Regions from separate parts of the Rattus norvegicus genome. Here region 2 is linked to region 1. Evidence: chromatin contacts called from public Hi-C data. All regions are on one chromosome and are shown on one strand. Each heading gives the region's core, a stretch centred on a gene start, on an enhancer-like site or on the middle of the called end of the contact. The rest is flanking DNA. Distances are from core to core; before and after follow the strand shown. Region 1 holds the start of Mars2 (methionyl-tRNA synthetase 2, mitochondrial). Region 2 overlaps Plcl1 (phospholipase C-like 1).

Region 1 (4,105 bases), core at 888-3,387:
TCTCCCTTCAAAGGGGCATGGGTGTCCATAGAATCGAGGTAGGAAGTAGAGCTCTCCAAGGCTTCTCTCTGTGGTAGAGACTCCCAGTCTTGACAGCAACTTATCAGCTAAGTTTGGTGTAACAGGCTGAAGCAAAGTTCCAAACACTCGCAAGCACTCCAAGGCCACGTGAAGCACGGTACCCAGCCAGGGAGCATCCGCAGGGCTCTCCCAGGTCAATTTCCATGGTGCGTGCCTTTGGACGAAGCCATTAGTTTGCCGAACACAACTGGATACCGCCTCCAGAGCCTTATAGATCTGAAAGTCGTTATAATAGCCCGCTACCAGTTTGGGTAAGGTGGCCACTGCATTTACAAGTGCGTAGTCTTCTGCTTGCACACGGACTGACGGCCCCATTAACCCCGGCTCACTGGGGAAACAGGCAGCACAGAAAGATGGGTAGGTCCCAGAAGGGTTTATTCTGTAGGCAGTGCACCGGTTTAAAAGCCCTCCTAAGGCATCTGCCAGCTCAGAGTCCAGCAATTTAACCACCTTCTCATCATAGTAGTCGCAGTCCCAGTTGGGAACGCCCTGCCGAAGAAGAAAGTAGCGGAAGCCATCCACAGTATAGCGATCAAGGCAAGTCCTGGGATCCACCACGTTGCCCAAGCTCTTGGACATTTTTTGGCCACTTACCGTCCAGTGCGAGTGGACACAGATGCGATGTGGTGGCCTCAACCCTGCCCCTAGGAGAAGGGCAGGCCAATAAATAGCATGAAATTTGAGAATGTCCTTACCGATAATATGAGATGTTGCTGGCCACCAAGACTTGAAATCTGCATCCGGGTAGCCAACTACAGTGAGGTAGTTGACCAGGGCATCCAGCCACACGTAGATAGTCTGCGAGTCGTCCCCGGGAACTGGAATGCCCCAGTGCAGATGGCTACTCCTCCGAGAAACCGACAAATCAGGCAGCTCCTCCTCCAGCCACTGAAGAACTACCTGGTGGAACGGTTCCGGTGTGATCGCCTGAGGGTTGTTTCGAAGCCACCGCTGGAGTGGTTCTCGGAACTGAGAAAGCTTGAAAATGTAATTTTCTTCCTTGGTCCAGGAGACAGGGTGTCCGCTCTCGAGAGAGACAGGACAAGGATCCCCGGACGGACCCACCTGCCGAGTGACCTTGGCCTCAGGCAGGAAACACTCATCCGAGGCGCAATACCACCCTTCATAGATCCCTTTGTAAAGCAGACCCCGGGCCTCCAGCACACCCCAGAAGTGCTGCACCGCTACCCGGTGCCGAGCCTCCGTGGTGCGGATAAAGTCGGTGGAGGAGATGCCAGCCTCCCGGAAAAGCTGCAGGAACTGGGCAGACACTCGATCGCACAGCTCGATCGGGGCCAGGCCCGCGGTGGCTGCCGCCTGCTGGATCTTCAGGCCGTGCTCGTCCGTACCGGTAGAAAAACGCGTGGACCCAGAGCCGGGAACTCGGAGACGACGGTGGCGGCACAGGGCGTCGGCCAGCAGCGCGGAGTACAGGTGCCCGATGTGCGGCGCGGCGTTCACGTAGAAGATGGGTGTGGTGAAGTAGGCCCGCGCTTCCCGAGCGTCGCCACTAGCGCTCGGCGAGCACGAACTGTAGCGGCGACAGCCGCGGCCGGCCGGGGTGCGCGTCAGCACCCACAGAGCGCACTGCCGCAGCATGGTGCCAGCCGGCCCCAGCACTGAAGGCGGCGTTCCCAAGCACGTGAGAGGGCGCGTGCGCAGCTGGGCGGCACCGCAGCTTCCGGCGCGGAAGCCAATGAACGACGAGCAGTGACTCCTGTAGCCTCGCCCACGCCTGCCTCCACAGGCTTCCTGCAGCGCGCAAGGGCCGCTGGCCGGCGGGAGTTTTTGAGTAGTCGGCTAATGGGTTCCGTGTCAGGGCAGTTGGTGAAAGGAGAGCGTAGCCCGAGTGTTGTGCAGTTTTACTCGTTGGGATCTGCTGTGGATCTGAACTGAACTAATCGGTTCTGGACTGAACTTGTTGGCAAGATTTTTATATTGAGGTATTTTCCCAAATCCATTAACTGTCATATAGCAAGGCACAAATCCGGCGTTTATCTCAGAATCTAAATAAATCTGAAAGAAAGGAAAAATAATTTCCTAGAGCACTTTAGGGAAGGATAAGCACGGGAGAAAAGGAAATAACGTGTCTGAACATTTTGCTGAGCCTTAAGGGTTGATTTGAGAATCATCCAGGCATCGGAGTGCCGAGTCACAGACGTGCAGATAAGGAAACGTTAACTTTCAGCCTTATTGTGCAAAACCAGTCACAATTTTCTCCTCAAATGGTCTTCAAGTTCTTCCAAGACTGCGCTTTTAGTATGGAATCCTAATTTTTAGCGAGAGAGAATTTAGAAACCCAAAATTGTATTATTAATCCTTGGCTCGAAGCATATTTTCTCATCCACAACTGGCCTCCCTACACCATTTAAACGGTGTACATATGCACATAATAAAATCAGATAAAACACCTATAAACCCTCACCTAACTTAAGTACTGTTGGTGATTCTCAAAAGATGGTCCCCAAAGCAGAAGGAGACAGCAAGAACTTAGTTAGACATACATATTCTGAGGCCCTTTCACTACTGCTGAGGCAGAAACTGGAATCTCAGACCAACGATAGAAGCTTTACTGAGTTCCCCCAATGAACTGCAATGCACATCAACATTTAAGTTAGAGATGAGCTGCAGTTTAGATCTATTCGCTGTGTGCTAACCCTCTTCCATGAGCAGTAACAGCCCTGAGTTTTGCCTTCACGTCCACATTCCTGTATAGAAGCAGTGCATCTGAGTAACACTGCTTATATTAATTACATCTTAAAAAAGACGGGGGGCAGGTAGTCTCTATCTTACCTTTCTAATTCAACATTTTATTCCTAAGATTCAACCATATTGTTCATTCTTTTTGACTTGTACATGGTGTGTAAAGACTGGTGGTGAGTTGGATGTGCTTTCTGTGATGGTTTAGAAGATAGACTGATGGGGGTTGGGGATTTAGCTCAGTGGTAAAGCACTTGCCTAGGAAGTGCAAGGCCCTGGGTTCGGTCCCCAGCTCCAAAAAAAAAGAATAAAAAAAAAAAAAAGATAGACTGATGAAATTCTCTACAGGAACTACAGAAAGTGAGACAAACATCCACAGCATAATCTAGTCTGTTCTGGTTGATCTGCGAATTTGCAAAAGGCAAGTAGAAAGTATGTAAACTTAAAAGTTGGGGTCTGCAGACTCACTAGTTTCATGGTACTGGAAGGTAGTCTGCATGCTACTAGAAATAAAGGTAAGCACCAACCCAGTTACAAACCTTTTGATATACATGATGATCTTGATGCATGATCTGCTGGTACAATAGTGCCACAAAGGTTGTGGGAGTAACCAACCACCAGCTTATTGGATTTAGGAACTCCATGAAATAAAGCCAGTACCCGACACTTCTCAGTTGGCCAAGAACCTAAGACTAGACAGGCCAGGGACACACGGGAATGTTCTGCTAAAAGAACAATAACAGTAAAATGATCCTTAACATTCTGCTGTACAAATAGATCACTGTCTCACTCAGCCAGCATCAGAGAAGCTCCCTCCTACAGGTGAGAGCTTAACAGAGACCCATGAGTGAACAATGTGCAGAGAATGAAAGACTATGGAACGCTCAGTCCTGAATGGGGCATCTTCATCAAACTTCAGGTTTCAGGAAACTATGCAGAAGAGAAAGAAAGAAAAAGACAGTAAGAGGCAGTAGAAATGAGAGACACCAAGAAAACAGTGCCTTCCAGACAGGACAGATGCAGGTATGAACTCAAAGAGACTGAAGCAGCATGCACAGGGCTCTACAAGTAGGGGCCTGATGGGCCCTAGTGCTGAGAGGGACATGGTCACAAGCTCACATCCCTAACCCAGAAGCTACATCCAGTTGACTACTACTTGCAAATGAAAAACTTGTTTTCTCCAGTGGATATCTTACTAGGATATAAACCACACTTAGGGTAGGCCCCATGCTCAACAACAAATGGCCAACATGAAACAAAATCAATAGTACCCATGGAGATGGTGTTTGGTTTGCTCAGTTTTTACCTTCTTCTTATCTGGTAT
Region 2 (4,105 bases), core at 907-3,406, 490 kb before region 1:
TGAGCTCTGAGTACACAGGGGAAGTGAGAGCATCCACTCCCCGAGAAACCTGTGTACCGTCGTGCCACTGGCACTCATCCCAAGAACAGTCTGGATTCCAACAGGAAAGAACACAACCACCAAGAGGAAAACAAAACTAAAAACAGACAACAGATATCAGAACCAAACTACAGTGCAGTGTGTACGTGAGTATGTTTGTAGCCTACAAGGATAGAGAGTAGAGGGGAAGACTGAGTTACAGTGATGAAAGAAGGAAACTTCCAGGAAGTCCAGAAGCTTAATGGGGTCAAAATGGAGCGATGGGCACCTTGAACGAGACTGTTAACAGGCTTCGTGGTCACACAGGGCACAGGTTGTACCCTCCTGCTTGCTAGTCCGTTGCTTTGTCTGGTGCATGCCAAGTGGCCTCTGTACACCAGTTTCTCTGAGTTCATCTCTGTGCTGACCTTCATGCTCGCCCTGAAGGAGCTGACTCAGCATCCTTACAGTGACAAACCATGATAATATAATGACTTAGCAGAACTCGGGTATGACACTGTGTTAGACACAGACAGTTTTAATGAGAAGGCGTGTGAATGTGGGGGGTCAGGAAGGTTCCCTGGAATGTAAGGGAAGAGCTTGTGTAGGTTTTTGAATGTCATGGAGCTGTTAGCTGGTCCGGTGGGTAGGGAGAGCAAGAGTCCTAGGAGGAAATCATCCTGAAGCTTCATTGGACTTGTGGTGGAGGTGGGGTGGAAGCTTCACTGGACTCTTCACTGTGGTGGAGGTGGGGTGGAAGCTTCACTGGACTATTCACTGTGGTGGAGGTGGGGTGGAAGCTTCACTGGACTCTTCATTGTGGTGGAGGTGGGGTGCTCTTTGAGCTGGAACTCCAAGCAAGTGAAGACAGGCTGAAGGTGCAGAGCCAAGAGAAGGCCTCCTGACAGTGGACTTTTCCAGGGCAATCACATGAAGGCTTCTCTTGCATTTGAAAGACAAATAGCAAGACACTTCTCTCATCCCAGTATGCTTGGATTATGAATGAAGGTGCTTTTATTTTAATGTCCTTAATAAGTTCAGAGCCTTTGTTTTTTCGGGAGACCAAGATCTGTCCCTTGAGTTTTTACTTACCAGGATGTTTTATTAGACTTGAAAAGAGGACTGAATGTTCTAAAAATATGAGCTCTGGCAAAAATTCTACTTCTCCTGTGGAGTTAGAAATTACATTGTGTTTATTTGCCAAATTTGCCTAAGGTTAAGATCCAGCTGAATAGCAACTGCCGTTCCCTCACCTAACATTTTCTGGATCTTAACTTCTCTGCTGTGCTTCAGTGGACAATAACAAGCAAACAAACAAACAAACAATCCACACAGAGATTCACCATTACATATGAACCCTTATGAAATCATGAAAGACCCCTCATAAGTGTAATATAAGGAAAATCACTATATTATACAATAATTGGGATGGACATGAATGAATGTTAAAAGCATGCAAAACTTTATGGTAAACAGAAGCTGGAGAGAAAGTGTATAGACCGACAGCTTCGGAGCAAAGGTATAGAAGCACCGTTCATACAGATCCCATGTGAATGGCACCACAAGACTTCACGAGGTGCAGACCTCACATATTAGGGCGTGCAACTCTGTCCAGCTCCTGGATTAACTCACAAACCTCATGGGCAGAAGGGGAGCACTGTCACAGACATTTCTAGCAAGATCATTTCAGCTGTACTAATGTCTAACTTCAGTGAAATTCATGAACTCTCATATGACTAATTGTCAAGGCCAGCAAAGTTCAAGGATCCCTCTGCAAACAGCTACCGGGTGTCCTTGAGGAAGAATCTAAGAGAAGTGGTGTTCCCAGGAACAGCTGTCTAAACAGTAAGGACATTTAAAAACCAAGGATAGTAACAATCGTTCCCCTCTTTGATCTCTCTTTCTGACCAGAGAAGCATTACTAGAACAAAATTATACTTGGGGCGTTGAAACTAATACTTTTAAGGTGGTGATTACTAAGTAGAGATTACAGAAATGGTTGTGTCCAGTTGGTGCAATGGTGATTTTGATGCTAGGGGAGTATGCTTTCCAGAACCTGGAATGCAAATCTTCACTCTGATGGTGCTTGTAGCGATGGTATGATTTATACGGCCTCCTGTTTGTCCTGGGAACAGATTTCAGTAGCTGGGAGGACAGACAGTCCCATTCCTCCATCACTGCAGCCGCCATCTATTCTCACAGAGCTTACAGTGGGTGGGGTCAGTGGGTGAGGTGTTTCATAAAGAACCAGAGACACCCCACATACACGAAGCACATACGTTTATGTAATCAATAGTTCTTTTCTACGGAATCTGTTCTTCCTAAATTGTAAATTATACAATGCCTAAATTGTATTATACATAAAGGAGAATGGGCAGTAAGTGACTGGCTTTCTCCTTTTCTGATTTAAGCTCGCCAGAACTGCATGAGCTGACTCGGGACACACAATGCCCATCATTAGGAGTCTTCAGTTCTACTCACTGCAGTTACTGCTAATAGACACTTTTTTCATATATATAAGAATTCACAGGCTGACGTCATTTTTAGCAGTCACCATGAGATACTGGTTGAAGATATCAAGGCCACAACAAGCATGATCCAATTTCCCACAACATGTGTAATAAGAGAGTGAGGACACAGCACACAAACAGCCAAGTTCTCACCAGCAGGCAAGCACCTACAATTCTCAAGTGTCTGTATAATTATTCCAACATATACTCAAATTATGAGCTTTTAAGCAGATTGGAGGAATAAAAAAATGCCAATTCAGTAACCTGCCCCATAAGCCTCAAGTAATTCTAGAGCAGTTAACCTTCTTTATCTGTTTATTTTGCCTTTAGACAAAAAAGAAAAACAATGAAGTCTGATTTAATCAGGAGTTGTGAGGGTGGGGACAAAATGAGAGCAAACCAGACCCATATGACTGGCTCAAAGCAACTGGAATGTTTTTACATAGCACATGCCGTTTGTGTCTTTGTTATGAGACCCCTGGAATCAACAACCTTTCACAAAGGAAAGACGCATTTGTTCTCACAATTTCAGAGTTTTCAGACCAGAGTCAGCCATGTTGCTCTCAGACCTACAGGAGCAGTGGGAAAGCCCGAAAGAAAAGTGCTCTCACCTCATGGAGAGAGAGAGAAGCAAAGAAAGAACAAGAATGGGGCTCGGTCTCCATCCAAGGTCACTTGATGAACTAACTCCCCCACCCCCCAGCCACACGTATTCTACCTCTCTGAGTCTCCTCCCTGTGATTCCACATGCTCTGGAGATGCACTAAGAACCATCCATAAGTGCTATATATTTTAATGTGTGTGAGAAATACACTGTTTAGCACATGTCTAGGGAAAGCAAATCAACCTTCTAAAACTGAAGGACGTTTGACTAGGAACTCCCAGACAAAAGAACCCATGTTGTGGTTGGTCTGTTGCTGCTATGTATCCAAATGCTAAATACTGGTCCCCAAGATCTGGCTGCCCTTTGATGAGGAGTTCCTCATGTACACCAAGTACACCACTTGCCTCCCTCAGCCCAAGTTAATTGGTCAATAAAAGGCTAAATAAAGCCTCAGATTGGCAGCAGACAGAGCTAAGTGGGTTTTAGTTACCTGGGTGGTAGTCACAGGTTGAGACCCGAGGAGAAAGAAGAGAGGCCAGGGCAAGAGGAGGAAGCCACCACAACAGGAGATGGTCCATGAGCACATGGCCAGGAGAAACAGCAAGGGACATATGGCTGGGATGTAAGGTAGAATAGCAGCTGGGATGTAAGTAAGAATAGTTCTAAACCTGTCCAATCAGGCTACGGCTTGTAACAAAAACACCTGGACTGTGTGCTTTATACGGGTTAGCTAGAACAAATAATTCCTTTTGCAAACCCATGAACCACTTTTGCTCTAGGTGATTCATAATGTTGGCTGCTGGCAGCATGTGACTGTTGGTTGAGGAACACTAAGGAAAGACTTGGGTGGCAATCTTTTTATACTAGAGTGCACCGTAAAGCAACTGAAGAACTTCCCATCCAGAGCACATGGGGAACACCAACCTTAAAAATGCACACTGAGAGGAGTCTCGGTATTTTAGCACATGTTTTT

What was found. A called contact is a pair of places that touch in the nucleus more often than the background predicts.
Region 2: a Hi-C map of frontal cortex shows a contact between it and region 1, with 2.3 times the contacts expected there. The contact joins the enhancer-like site here to the promoter of Mars2 in region 1. A contact is called at or near these places in 3 of 12 Hi-C or Micro-C datasets (the A7r5 cell line, Schwann cells and frontal cortex).

What each region holds. Positions count from the first base shown.
Region 1 is chr9:64,212,967-64,217,071 of GRCr8, reverse strand. Mars2 (methionyl-tRNA synthetase 2, mitochondrial) reads right to left here and starts at 2,137. Exons shown (of 3, transcript XM_039084841.2): 1 at 777-2,137. The coding sequence starts at 1,680.
Region 2 is chr9:64,704,577-64,708,681 of GRCr8, reverse strand. All of the region lies in intron 5 of Plcl1 (phospholipase C-like 1), which reads right to left. Among named protein-coding and RNA genes, the nearest start is that of Plcl1, 310 kb to the right of the region's middle. Within about 2 kb of position 2,156, at least 3 of the 93 cell types and tissues checked have an H3K27ac peak or open chromatin away from gene starts, as enhancers often do.